Regions from separate parts of the Sus scrofa genome. Here regions 1 and 2 are each linked to region 3. The links are chromatin contacts, called in public promoter capture Hi-C maps. All regions are on one chromosome and are shown on one strand. The core of a region is the stretch at or near the end of the contact, and the rest is flanking DNA. Distances in the headings are between cores, read along the strand shown. Region 1 holds the start of LGALS3BP (galectin-3-binding protein). Region 2 holds the start of CANT1 (soluble calcium-activated nucleotidase 1). Region 3 holds the start of LOC110255953 (probable low-specificity L-threonine aldolase 2).

Evidence for each region. Promoter capture Hi-C pulls out the DNA fragments that hold promoters and counts their contacts.
Region 1: a promoter capture Hi-C map of liver shows a contact between it and region 3, with 3 times the contacts expected there. The contact joins the promoter of LGALS3BP here to the promoter of LOC110255953 in region 3. A contact is called at or near these places in 1 of 5 promoter capture datasets (liver) and 2 of 47 Hi-C or Micro-C datasets (embryonic fibroblasts and subcutaneous adipose tissue).
Region 2: a contact with region 3 is called in a promoter capture Hi-C map of liver, with 4 times the contacts expected there. The contact joins the promoter of CANT1 here to the promoter of LOC110255953 in region 3. A contact is called at or near these places in 1 of 5 promoter capture datasets (liver) and 1 of 2 datasets of contacts at active chromatin or transcription factors (alveolar macrophages).

Annotation. Positions count from the first base shown.
Region 1 is chr12:3,210,233-3,214,702 of Sscrofa11.1, forward strand. LGALS3BP (galectin-3-binding protein) reads left to right here and starts at 2,203. Exons shown (of 7, transcript XM_021066516.1): 1 at 2,203-2,355; 2 at 3,712-3,787. The coding sequence starts at 3,736.
Region 2 is chr12:3,186,549-3,191,341 of Sscrofa11.1, forward strand. CANT1 (soluble calcium-activated nucleotidase 1) reads left to right here and starts at 2,074. Exons shown (of 5, transcript XM_021066517.1): 1 at 2,074-2,188.
Region 3 is chr12:3,726,710-3,730,902 of Sscrofa11.1, forward strand. It overlaps LOC110255953 (probable low-specificity L-threonine aldolase 2), which reads left to right and starts at 2,033. Exons shown (of 7, transcript XM_021066526.1): 1 at 2,033-2,330; 2 at 3,895-3,978. The coding sequence starts at 2,129.

The DNA.
Region 1 (4,470 bases), core at 953-3,452, 520 kb before region 3:
TGGTGGGACAGTAGGTTAAGCATCCAGCCTTGTCCCTCCTGTGACACAGGTTTGATCCCTGGCCCCAGAACTTCCGCATGCTGCCAACAGAAAATTAAAAAAGAAATGAAAAGGGGGGAGTTCCCGTTGTGGCTCAGCAGTAACAAACCTGACTAGCATCAGTGAGGATGCGAGTTCGATCCCTGGCCTCGCTCAGTGGGTTAAGGATCCGATGTTGCCATGAGCTGTGATGTATGTAGGTCGCAGACGTGGCTTGGATCCTGAGTGGCTGTGGCTGTGGCTGTGGCTGGCAGCTGTAGCTCCGATTCAATCCCTAGCCTGGGAACCTCCATAGGCCAAGGATGCTTGTCTACAAAGAAAAAAAAAGGGGGGGGGGAAGAAATAAGAAAGAAAAGTGGGGATTGGAATCCCAACTCTCGCCTCCCCAGCTGTTAGCTGAGCGTGTCCCCCCGCCTCTGCTTTCTGATCCTTAAAGAGGGGACTGTTGAGTGTGTCCCTTCCTGTCACAGGCGCAGCAGGTGGCCCCCCATGTTTGCTGAGGGAAATGGAGAGAAGGCGTGAAAGAATATCCTGCAGACCCCATGAGGGCTCTGGTCTCTGTCCGCCCCCAGGGAGCTTCCTGCACATCTGGGCTGTGACTTCCTGCTAATAGCAGTGGCGTCCACTCTGTCGCCACCGGCCGACTCTGATTCGAGGCCTTCACGGTCGGTGTCCTTGTCGGAGTCTCTCCTCGCCTCTCTGGAGGCGTGGTCTCAACGCCTGTTCCGGGTCCCTGAATGGGCCTAAGGCTGGGAGGCCCCAGAGCCGGGCACAGCCCCTGTGCTTTTGTTCCAGGTCGGGACCTCCGTACCCAGCAGGACACTCGGCAACTTGCGTTTTTCGGCATTGCCACCAGCACCTCCCAAAGGGCTTCCCCTGCACTCCGGAGCTTGATGGCCCCTTTCTGGGGCAGGAACCAGTGGAGGCTAGGAGACGTGACAGTGCTGGCATGTCTGTCCCCAGCACCGAGGCTCCTGAAGCTGGGCGGGGTGTCAGGACTCCCCAGGCTCTCCTGCCGCTTCTGTTTCTGCTGCTCCCCACCCCCGCCACGGATCTTCAGCTTCTCTGGCGGGGACGAGGTGGGCTCCTCTCCTCTTGGGCACTCATTGAATGGTTGGCCTGGTGGCTGGGCAAACTGCCTCCGCAGTGGTTCTCAATCCTGGCTGCATGTTGGAGCCACCCGCGGGCTTTAACGGCAGTGCCCTCCCACCCCAAGGACTGAGGCATCACAGGTCTGGGCGTCAGGAGTTTGTGAAACGCCTGGGTGATCCCCACATGCAGGCCAGGTCCACGGGCATTGGGACATCCAAGGGGGTCACCCTCGTCCCAAGCCTTGGGGTGCAGGTGACAGCAAGAGGGTGTTGATGGCCTCACTTAGCCTTGCAGCCTGGGCTTGGCCTCAATTTCAGGCCAGCTGGTCTCAGGGGCTCACGCCATGGCATCAGGACCTCGGGTCCTCCATCTGTCAGCCTGCCCTCGCCCATCCTCAGCTGGGATGTCCTCAGCAGGGTCTGGGCCACCACAGGCATCAGGAGCTCCAGGCCACCTGCTCCCAACAGGGTCCTGCTCCAGGAGTCTGAAGCTGACCCCCGGCCGGCTGGGATCGCGACGCCTCCCTGACACCATCCGCTCCGACCCACAGGGCCCAGGTCCGGCCCAGGAGAGCTGCCCAAGCTGGGGTGAGACGAGGGTGCGTGCCCAGAGAGCCACGGCACTGGCTCTCTGGAAAGGAAAGGGCGTGGGGGCGAGGCGACAGGACAACTCACCTCCCTCCAGAGGTTCCGCCCGCCCCACCGGAGTGAGCCAGTTGGGTCAGGCGTGTCAAGTGCTCAGAGCAGGGGGGACAGTACTCGAGCAGCCCCGAGGCAGTGTCCCCACTGCTGGCTTTGCCTGAGACCCAGGAAGTGGCTCAGAGCGGTGGCCCCGCCCCAGCGCCCGCCCCTGGCGCCCCTCCAGCCCGGGAGGAAGACGGTTGAAATACAAATGTGGCTGGCAGCCACCCTGCTCCGGCTGCAGAATCAGCCCGGCTGCAGAATCAGCCCGGATGCAGACTTAGGCCCTGGGAGGCAGCCACCCCCACCTTCTCCCCCTCCCCACCCCTCGCTCAGGGCTGAGGGGGCGGCCAGGGAGCCTTGGCAGCAGCCAACCCCAGAAGAGAGCAGTGTCAGGTGGTTTTCTAGAAATTGAAACTAAACTGAGCTCTCTGAAGCCTTTCCTAGGACCAGCCCAACCAAGCTCAGTCCTGGGAGGGTTTTCCAGGTTGATGGTCGGTCTGCAGAGGGATCCTGCGAAGCCATCAGTAGTTGCCCCGGGGAGGTAAGCTCGTGCCTCTTGCTCTCAGGTGGGTGTCCCTCTCCGTCCCTGTTCATGCCCAGCTGGGGATCTGGTGCTCCTCCTGAACCCAGGCACCATCACTGCTGCTCCCATGTCCAAAAGGATTTCTGTGTACAGTTTGGGCAGGCGGTTCGCTGCACAAGGACACCACCCAAAGGGGCGGGCAGGCTCAGAATTCAGGCCGGGTGCTCTCTCAGATTTGCGCGCTCCAGCCCAGGCTAAACCTGTCCAAAGGAAGAGCACAAGGGCACCAATGGGGGCCAGGGTCCCACTTCCCAAACAAGTTAGGCAAAAATGGGTGGCCATGGCCACCCGAAAGGCTGTGGTAACATTTGCATGCCGTATGCCAAGTGCCTGAATGGCTCCATTTCTCAGGGTCAGGCTAGTCCCCTGTGAGCAGTCTTGGCCCAGGGATGCTGGGAGCCCCTGTGCTGGGAGCCCCTGGGAGTCTGGTTCATGCAGGCCCAGGGCGCCACCTCAGGGTCACCAGGCCCTGGCTTGACGGGCACCCACAACAGCAAGCGGTCTCACCCCTGCTTGCTGGACCCTGGGGTGGTGTGGGGGTCCCAGGGTTCTTACTGAACCAGAGTGGTAGTGACACCCCGGCCCACCCCTGTGTGCAGCCACTGGGGGAGGAAGGCAGGTGAAGGGCAGCATGGGGGACCCGGAAAAGCAAAGCAGCGAGAGTTACATGGAGGCAGGAAGTCCAAGCAGGGCTGCCTGTGTGGCCCTGGTGGTCTCTAACCTCTCTGAGCCTCTGCTGCTTGGGGACACTGCCTTCAGAGGTGGCTGTGCCAGGACCACACTGAGCGGGCCCAGCCTGTCTGCTCATCTTGCTCCCTCCCCTCAGCCTCCCCCTCGAACCTCAGCCCTGTCCCCTTTCCTCCAGACCCCCAGGCCAGCATCTCTCACGGCTGCCCGGCCCTCCACTCCCACCCCGTTTCTGTGGCCTTCTCCTCCTGCATCCCTCTGCCTGCCCCGCCCCCTCCCTTCCACAGCTCATGGGGCCCAGAAGCCCCAGAATGTTCTTTGCTGCAGATCTCAGGGCACTCCTGTAAAGGTCCATGGCCTGAAGTTAGAGCCCCACCCTGCAGAGGGCTCCCCGGACCCTCCCAATCTGGGCCCCGCACGCCTGGCCTCCACCCCCTTGCCCCCGACGACCATGGCCAGGGCCTGGCTTTCACTACCCGAGAGCCTCCCTCTTCGTCTGGGCGAGTCCTCAAGAGACCACCCCTCAGACAAAGTGAGGGGTCCCCCAGCCTGCCCGCCACCCTCCAACAGGAGGGTCTGAGGCCACCCGGCTCCGCCGTCTCACTCAGCCACCTCCTTCTGCTGCAGGACCAGGTGCTGCCAGGCAAGGCCATGGCCCCTCTATGGCTCCTATGGATGTGGCTGCTGGTCACAGGGACCCAAGGTGAGCTGAGCCCCAGGAAACGTCGCAGTCTGTGAAGCTGCTGCCCCAGCTCTGCAGGGTTGACCCCTCCTTGCAGAAAATCAGGCAGTGTCCTCCTGGTGCCTGGGTCCCAGGGGGCAGCCAGGTCTTCCCTCCTGCTTGCAGCCCTGGGTGTCCCAGGTCATGGCTGCAAGTTTGGAGGGTCTCCAAGGGAGTCCCCATTTCATCCAGGGGAGCCAGAGGGACCAGGCAAAGGGCCCACAGACCAGTCAGATGCTGCAGGGCCACAAGCTTGGTGCCCTTTGCACACAAACTTGTGGAGTCCTGGACGTCTGGCCGGGTGACCCCGTGGAGGCCTGTCGCACCCCCGTCTGAGAATTGCCCTTTGACACCCAGCTTCTGCCTGACCCCGTGGGCTTCGGCTAGGCCTCAGTGGGGGCTGGGCCTCAGTGGGCTGAGTCCCAGGAGAACCGTATGTGTAGGGCGGGGCCCCGCTTTCCCTCCCCGCCTGGCATACTGTCTCTGTTTCCGGGGCGCCCTGGGCCTGCTGCCCTAGGCACCCTACACCCCTCCCAGCCGTCCTTGTCACGGTGCCAAGCTGCACCCCCCAAACCCCAGACACCCTCAGGGTCAGTGGGGACCTCAGCCATTCTTCCCTTGGGGTCCTGCTACCCCCGCTCAGGGGGCACAAAGCCCCCCCACCT
Region 2 (4,793 bases), core at 824-3,323, 540 kb before region 3:
TTTCTAAAAACAGCACTGAGGCATTGGGGCATCTATAGAAGAAGAACTATAAGTGGCCAAAAATTATAAGATACGCAACGTCTCAGTAATCAGGCAATAAGAAGACATATGCCATCAGCTGGTAAAATTAATACACTCAGTAATGTCTGTGGAACCACCTAATCGCTCATCCACTGCATAGAGTTGTAGTTCGTTTTCATGAAAGTTATAACAGGCATATATATAGTCTAGGGATACATACCTATTTGCTAAAATTAGAAAATAAAGCAGGGTTTCCATCATGGCTCAGGGGTTAATGAATCCGACTAGGAACCATGAGTTTGCGGGTTCGATCCCTGGCCTCGCTCAGTAGGTTAAGGAGCTGGCGTTGCCGTGAGCTGTAGTGTAGGTTGCAGATGTAGCTCTGATCCCAAGTTGCTGTGGCTGTGGTGTAGGCCGGCAGCTACAGCTCTGATTAGACCCCTAGCCTGGGAACCTCCATATGTCTGGGGAGTGGCCCTAGAAAAGGCAAAAGACAAAAAAAAAAAAAAAAAAAAAAAAAGAAAGAAAGAAAAAGAAAAGAAAGCAAGCGAATGATTATTAGCACAACATTCAAGATTGTGATTACCTTGGGGCAGGAGGGAATTGGGAACAGGGACGAATAGCAAGGGGGATTTCAAGACTCACAGGGCTAAGATTTTTCCTTCTTAAGCTGCGGGGCATATATAGATATAGATATCTGAACAAATAAAAGATTTGAAGAATTTAAATAATACATGTGCTGTATGGCTGGGATTCAACACATGATGGGAAACAAGTGAATTCAAAAAGGGTGTTCCCCCCCAAAAAAAAGGCAGAACCATGTTTAGTATATTTTCATTAATTTTAATTTTAATTTTTTATTTTTATTTTAATTTTTTTTGCTTTTTAGGGCTGCACTCGAGGCATATGGAGGTTCCCAGGCTAGGGGTTAGATTGGAGCTACAGCTGTCAGCCAACGCCACGGCCACAACCACACACGATCCCGGCCTCGTCTGCGACATACACCACAGCTCACGGCAATGCCAGATTCTTAACTCACTGAGCAAGGCCAGGGATCAAACCCACAACCTCAAGATTCCTAGTCAGATTTGTTTCTGCTGTGCCACGACGGGAACTCCTCATTTGATATTTTAAAAAGGTAATTTAATATAGGCGTTTATGATTGGTTTGTGTGTCATAAACTATCCCTAGCAATAACCACAAGAAACTAGTAGTAGTGATTGTCTCTGAGCAGGGAGTGCAGAATAGGGCAGCGGGGAGAGTTATTTTTCACTGTGCACCATTTAGATAACTTGAATTTTCCCTTATGCATCTGCTATTTAACAGAAGCCTCTTGAGAGAGACCAGTGGGTGTCTGCAGGCTTGGAATGGCTAAATCAGGTGCAGACCCCCAGAGCACTGAGACACCCTCCTTGCCAAGCTCTTGGGTGATGAGCCACTGCTACCGGGCTTTTGTCAGGATTTCTAAAATAGGTACATTGCAGGACTTAGAGGTGAAGGGCAAGGATGCCTTTTAACACTTCCATTAAAACAGCTCGGGGACTGGGGAGGAGACCCAGATTTGGGAGAGGGTTCTTTGATTGCAAAGCAGTGGCAGGGAAACCTCCACCCCATCCCCAACACCCTCCTCCTCCCAGGACATTCCAGCCCTGTAGACCTGTGCTCTGATCTTTGCTTCGGAAAATGGTCCACCTTCTGATGTGACCGATTAGAAGAACCAAGGACAGGGGCTGAGAACCAGCGCGGCATAAAGGGGTCTTTGCTTCTCTGCCTCCAGGCGAGGGGTCCTATAATCTCTGCTTTAGGAAAGATAACCCCTTCCCCATAGCCTTCATCCCATCCCCCTCCAATTTTCGCTTGGCCAACGTTCCAGAATAATGCAGTGGGCCGGGAATGGGGCTGGGCAGTGCAGACTGCAGCGCCCCTCTCCGGGGTCCACCCCATGGCCGGAGACTCTTCCTCCAGAACCCGCTTTCTGAACAGCGAAAACTACAACTCCCAGCAGTCCCGTTCGGCGCCCGGCGCGCAGCCGCAGAGCAGAGGCTGCCGGGAGCGTGTGGCCCGGAGGTGGGGCGAGCGCGCCGGGCGGAAGTCGGCCGCCCGCTTGGTCCGGCACTTTCCGCAGCGAGGCCCCGCTGTCCGCGGGCCCCGGAGCCGCCCGCACCGGGTAAGTGGCCACCTGTCCGCGGCCGCCTGCGCTCGCCGCCCCCTCCGACCGCGCCCCGGACCCCGCAAGCTCCCTCCCCATCTGACGGAGCGGGGCCCCTGCCCCTGCGTCGCTGACGGGGGTGGGACGACTCTCTGACTAGGAGAAACTGTCCCCTTCTCCCGACCGATGGCGGACCGCCCCCCACCCCCCGCGATTTGCAGGACACCTCTCCGCTCGGGTTTGGGACTCCTAACTCTCTCTGACTAGCGCGGGACACCACCCCTCTGACTGCAGGACTCCAAACACCCTCTGACTTGCCGACACCTTCCCGCCCTGACCAGGGTGGGACATCATTCCCTCTGACCCTGACGAACACAGTCCCTGAGGACAACCTTTTCCTGCCCCGGCGATGTCGCTGCCCGCCCTCTGACCTATGCAGGGCCTCTCCTGACCGTTAGGGAGCCTGACTGGCACTTTGTCACACCTGCAGCGAGCCTTCCTCTCCCCCTCAGCACAGCTCACTGTCCTTCCTTGGCGCCCAGACGTCCCCGCTGCCCCGTCCCTTCCTCGCCTCGCCCCCCTCCCCTCCCCCCACTTGGTCTGGACGGGCACCATCCCTGGGATGGGCGCCTCCTTGCCTGTCCTTGTTGCTTGCTGCCTTTCTCTTGCCCTCCGCGTCCCTAGGCTTGACAGGCACTGAAACCTGCACTCCCCCTTCTGTCTGCCAGATACATCTTTTCCCAGGCATCCTGGTGTCTCCCAGGGGACCGTGTGTCTTAGCACTCCAGCCCCATTTCTCATGTCCGTCTCGGGGTATGTGCTTGACATCTTTTCCTGCCACATTCTCAACAAATCATAGGTTTGGGAGCACACGTCTGCTGATGTTGACCCAATCTTGCTGGCTCTTCAGTGTAAGGACCAAAACGTGACAAAAGCCTCGGGTCCCGAGGGTCTGTGAAAAGGCAGCGAGTGCTGCAGTCCTTCGGGAGCTGTGGGGTCTCTGCGGCCTCTCCTTCCTCTCCTTTGAGGAGCTGGGCTGGGCTGCAGGCTCTCCTCCAGCCCCCAGCCCCACCTCTGAGTGGAGCAGCCCTGCCTGAGCCTGTGGGCACGAGGGGGCTCCTCCCACAGCAGCCCACAGCCTCAATGAGCCCTCTATCCAGCTGAGAGGCACGCTGAGCGGCCAGCTCCACCCTCTGCCCTCGGTAGGGGTGTCCACCCAGAGAGTCTTCAGTTTGTTCCGGCACTGTCACGAGGACACTGCTGTGGTCTGGGGACAGGGTTCTCAGTCTCCTCACTCTTTCCCTTGTCCAAGTTAACCTGCTCACAGCAGGCACCGTGACGTTACAGGGTGCAAGTGTATCCGTTCCGTTTTGTGCTGCCCTGTGAGCCCTCGATTGAGGTGTAGCTCTCATTTGATACCTCCTGTTAACTGAAAGGTTCCTTTCTTTCCCCTAAAGATGGACCCCAAATGTAGTTCATACCTCATCTTCATAGCTCACAGCAGTGTGGGTGTGTGGGTTTAAGCTGTTGGCACTTGAGGAATTGTTTGCCTGCCAGTCTCACCCTACCCTGTGCGTGTGCCAGGCATCGTGTGCACAGGGGCAGCGAGGAGGGGCCCGGGGTGCAGGCGGAGGGGCCGTGTCCACCCCACCCCCTGAATGTGGCCTTTGAGGTGAGCAGTTGCAGGCTCCCACAGACACTCGCCTCTTTGATCTGAGTCTCAGGACTTCTCGGGCAGCGACTTGGCAACTGTGTAGGGTAGGTGGATAAATGCTCTAGTGTTTTCTCCTTTGACAACAGAGTATCTCAGAGTTGGAAATGTGGTCCAGGTCCTGAACGGGGTCTGCACTGTGATGAGGAAGTCATTTCTCTATTGCTCAAACGTTCGTGGAATGGCACCTAGGACACTGGCAAAAAAAAAAAAAAAAAAGACAGCATTATACTTTTTGCTTCAGTGACACTCTGGACTGTGGAGATTCCTGGCAAGCTCTTATTAAATGCCAACCTTTAGGGGAACCTAAAACTTTTATATTGATTTTCAAGGACTTCTGTGTTGATTTCTCTCTTTGTTAGATGAAGGTGACCGACTAGAAAAAAAAATAATAATCCTTGTAATAGAGAAATCTGTTTGGGAAGAAGTTCAGTTTTCTCTTTTTGACTGCATTTTAAATTAATTAATTGATTAATTTTTGTCCCTTTAGGGGCACACCCTCAACATATGAAGGTATCCCTGGCTAGAGGTCGAATTGGAGCTGTAGCTGCCAGCCACAGCCATAGCCACAGCCATGCCAGATCTGAGATGCATCTGCGACCTACACCACAGCTCACGGCAATGCCCGACCCTTAACTGACTGAGCAAGGCCAGGGATCAAACCTGCGTCCTCATAGATCTTAGTTGGGTCCTTAACTACTGAGCCTCAATGACCTGCTTTTTTTTTTTTTAAATCCTGATTGTTTATCTGTAGTAAGTCCAGGTGTTAGCTAGAACTCACAGCTCCCGGTGCTGAAGCAGGTCCCCACTTCCGTCTCTGTTCGGCTGGGGGAACGGGCCGTGGGAAGGAGGTAGAGTAGGGCTCCAGACAGCCCTGGGGGCCCACAACAGATGCAGTTACGGCGAGTGAGG
Region 3 (4,193 bases), core at 783-3,282:
CTGGGGAGGTGTGGCAAAGCGGGGCCCATTCTGTGGCTCTGCGGTGCCTGGGGAGCCAGCGGTTGGCCCCTTCTCCCTGCTCCCCTGAGAGCCACCGCTGCGGCCGCAGCCCCGCCCTTCCTTCCCACGGAGGCCTCTGCTCTCCGCCCCCCACTTCCCAGCAGAAGGGCTGGAGCCAGACACTGAGATAAGGGGCTTGTTTTCTAAGGGCCCGGAATTCGGTGGAGATTGCGGGTCAGGGCCAGAGGGCTCTCGGGTGGGGGAGGGCACAGCGAGCCCTTCCTCTGGATGGGAGCCTTCGGGTCCCAGACGCCATGGGGACTCACCATTTCCGTCCTCTGGGAATGGTCCCACAGGCACAGGGGAGAGGTGGAAAGTTCCAGGGAGGTGGCCCTGACCCCGGGTGTAGCTGTTGGGCTCCATCACCAGCCCCTGCTGCCTTCTTCAGCCAGGCTGGGCCTCTTGCAGGACCTCAAACAGTCCAGCTGCCAACTACCCCAAGCCTTTCCCCATGCAGTTCCCTCTGCCCTTGTCTGATTAACACCTTGCTCTGCCTTCAAAGCTCAGCCCAATCACTGCTTCCTCCAGGAAGCCTACCCTGATGCCTTGACGAGGCCACAGGCAGCTTCTCCCAGCACTAGCAGACAGCATCCTGTCCCCACCCCAAGGGTCTGACCGCCACGAGCAGGCCGCTCTTGCTCTCATTTATCTGCAGACCCGACCTGGAGCAGGCACACAGCTGAGCTCCGATGAAGGTCAATGTCAGGTGAAGGCTGAGAGTCCTCTTTGCTGAGGGGTGCCCTGATCAGAGCTGCGGGTGCCTCTTTGGTGACTGTAGCCCCTCCGGACTGACCTCCTCCAGTGGGGAAGAGACATCTGTGGCCTACACTCGGGAAGGGGAGCTGCCGAACTGGGCTGGGCACTCCCTGAGTGAGGGTAGGTCACCCTGCAGGAGGCCCAGCCTTGGCTGAGTCAGGGTGCACCCCACAGCAGCACCAAGCCTGGGGACCCCGGGATGTGACCAGAAACCATGATAAAGCAGCAGCAGTAAGAGGGCAAACATTCATACGGAGCACTTACTACCAGGCAGGCACCACGCTCAGCACAAAGCACCTTGCCACCAAATCCTCAAAACAGCTCCTTTTGCATGTAAGGAGACTGAGGCACAGAGAGGTCAACTGGCTTGTCAAAGCCACACCCTGGTAAGTAGGCAATTAAGTCAGTCGGGCGTGACTACTACCCTGCAGGGGCCCTCGGCAGTCCACCCCTCCAGGGCCAGGGGTGTGGAGGAGGGGGCTCTCCGTGCACCCCTCTAATTACACCTCCATGTGCTGCACCATCTTTGCATCCCTCTGCTGGCACCCAGACAAAGCCTGATCACCAGTAGGTCATCAACTGAAAAAAGCAGATGATGGGAAGCTGCCTTTTTTTTTTTTTTTCCTTTTCAGGGCTGCACCTGCCGCGTATGTAAGTTCATGGGCTAGGGGTCAAATCAGAGCTGTAACTGCCCGCAGCTGTGTCTGCGATCTATGTGGCAACACCAGGGATCGAACCTGCATCCTCGTGGATACTAGTCAGGGTCTTAACCTGCTGAGCCAGGACAGAAACTCCTAAGGGAAGCTACTTTTCGTGGGCAAAGGTAACACAGTGCTTCAGAGCTGGACTCTCCTGGTCAAGCGACCTTAGGGCCGTTCACTGGCTCTGTGCGTCTCAGTTTCCCCCCGTGCAAAACGAGGTGGTAACAGTACTTGCCCTCGAAGGGCTGCTGGGAGGCTTACCTACGCCCACACTTACAAAGTGCCCGGGACGCTGCGGGCCGACGGGAAGAGGCACACGAGCGTCTGCTCTGTAACCACTTGCCTGGTCTCCGTCTCCTCCTGGGTAAGCGGGGTGAACCCTTCCTCTCCCGCATTCCGCGCCCGCTCGCAGCCCGCCGCGACGACGGCTGAACTACAACTCCCAGCATGCCGCGGGGCCCTGACGGCCGAACTACAACTCCCTGCACGCCGAGCCCCATCCCCACCCCGGCCCTGGTCAGCCGCGGCCGAAGTCCGGGAAGCCCTGCCCCGCCGCTCCGGGCCGCTCCCGCCGGGAAGAGTCGGGGCAGGGGGCCGGCGCGGCCCCCGCCATGCTCTCCAGCCTGTCCCGGGCCGCGGCCCGGCGGCACTGGGCCCTCTGGGCGCGGGGGTCTGGGAGCCTGGCCGGGGTCCCGACGCACGTGGTGGACCTGCGCAGCGACACGGTTACCCAGCCCGGGCCGGCCATGAGGCGCGCCATGGCAGAGGCCGTCGTGGGGGACGACGACTATGGCGAGGACCCCACCGTGCGCGGTGAGCCCGGCGTGCAGGCCGGGGTCCTCGCGGCGACCCCAGCGCGCTGTCCGAGGTGCTGGCAGGAGAGGTGGCCTGGGACCCAGGGGTGGCGGCCCGGCTGCTGGCTGGGCATTGCGCTTGGCACCTTTGCAACTCAGTCTGACCTGTCACTCGAGAGCCTGCTAGAAATACAGATTCTCGGGTCCCACAGCGGACCTGCTGAGCCAGAATCTGCAACTTAAGAGGACGGCCGGTGACTCGTGGGCTCACGACCCGGTGGGGCCCCACTGCCCATGAGCTGGATGTTAGCTCATCTTGCAGAGGAGGGCTCTGAGAAGCCAAGCCAAGGGCTCGAGGTCCCATACCTAGAAAATGGCAAAGCAGGATGTGAAGCCAGATCGTCTCACTCTAGAACCCACCACTTGCCCACATGAAAACAAACAGAAAATCTGTCTAGAAAAGGGGTTCTCCACAGGCTGCACCTCCCGAGGAGTGGGTTCTAAAAACCCCACCAGTGTTTTCAAGGTGACCGGTGCCCCCACCCTGGGTTGAGAATTGCTGCCAGGGTGAGCCAATGCTATGGCTGGGCTGCATACAACGGTAGCCGTGCCAGGGCCAAGCCACAGGGTCACCACCTGAGCCCTGAGGGAATGGCTATGCGTCCGGTGGTGATGGCGCTGATCATGCATCCAGCAGACACCCACTGTCGCCTGGAGCCTCAAAGATGCTGGGCCACTGCTCAGCAGGCAGCCTGCTGCATAGACAGTTACCCCCCTGGGATGAAGGAGGTGCTGGGGTGAGCAGGCGTCCGCAGAGCGTGTCTTGGGGACTGGGGGTGGGTGAGGGAGGCACAGGACTTACAGGAAAGGGCGACTCTGTGAAGGAACCGCTTAAAAGAAGAGTGACGTGCTCCACCCCGAACCCCGGCCCCGCGCAGGGAAGGGAATGCTGGGGAACGAGAGGCACAGTGCTGAGGAGTAGGCTCAGGATCTGGACAGGGTGCGGCTGGAGCGGGGGGGGAGGGGGGCCACCGCTGTGCCGGGAGGGGGAGGCAGAGGCCAGATCCCACCAGCTTTGAATGTCATGGTTCGGACTTGATGCCGCAGGCAGAGGGGAGCCACAGTGCGCTTTAAAGCAGAAGCAGGAAGCCCCACCCCTTCCAGCCCCCCTCAAGTCCCCCAGAGTCTCCCCTTCTGAGGGCTCCTGTCCTCTGTTCTGGGAGAGGAAGTCAGCAAGGAAACCGCAGGGCCCCACCTGCAAGGGACTGATGGGAAAGGAAGTGAGACAGGTGTGAGGTCTGGGTGGGACGGGGGTTCAAACCACAGAGTTTCAATGTGGGGGGAGAAGCTGGCCCAGAAAGAGGCAGGGCGCAGAGGGTTGACTGAGGGGCCCCTGGACCCTGTGAGGTCACCAAGACCACAGACTGCAGCTGGCCGACCGGAGCTGGCGTCTTGCTCGGCCACTCACCGCAGCCTTGGGCAGGGCGCCCTCATCCGGACAAGGGGCTCATGGGGTCGGCAAGGAGAGAGTCCGGAGAAGGGCCATTTTTTGATGGGCTCCCGCCCCCATCCCCCCCCCCCAGAGCTGCAGGCCACGGCTGCGGAGCTGCTCGGGGTGGAGCGGACCCTGTTTGTGCCCACAAACACCATGGCCAACCTCATCTCTGGTGAGCATGGGGCGACTTCCAATCACCCTCCAGGCCCTGCCTCCACGCTTGTCCCTTTTGTGCTGGGGACCATGACACCAGTGGAGCCTGAGCCCTTGGGAACCTGTAGACACACCCTCCTCTCAACCCTTCCTGCCTGGGGGTCCTGCACTGAACCTTGTGACTTTGCATGCTGCCACACCTTTATCAAATTGTCCCTTCATCAAACACTGGTT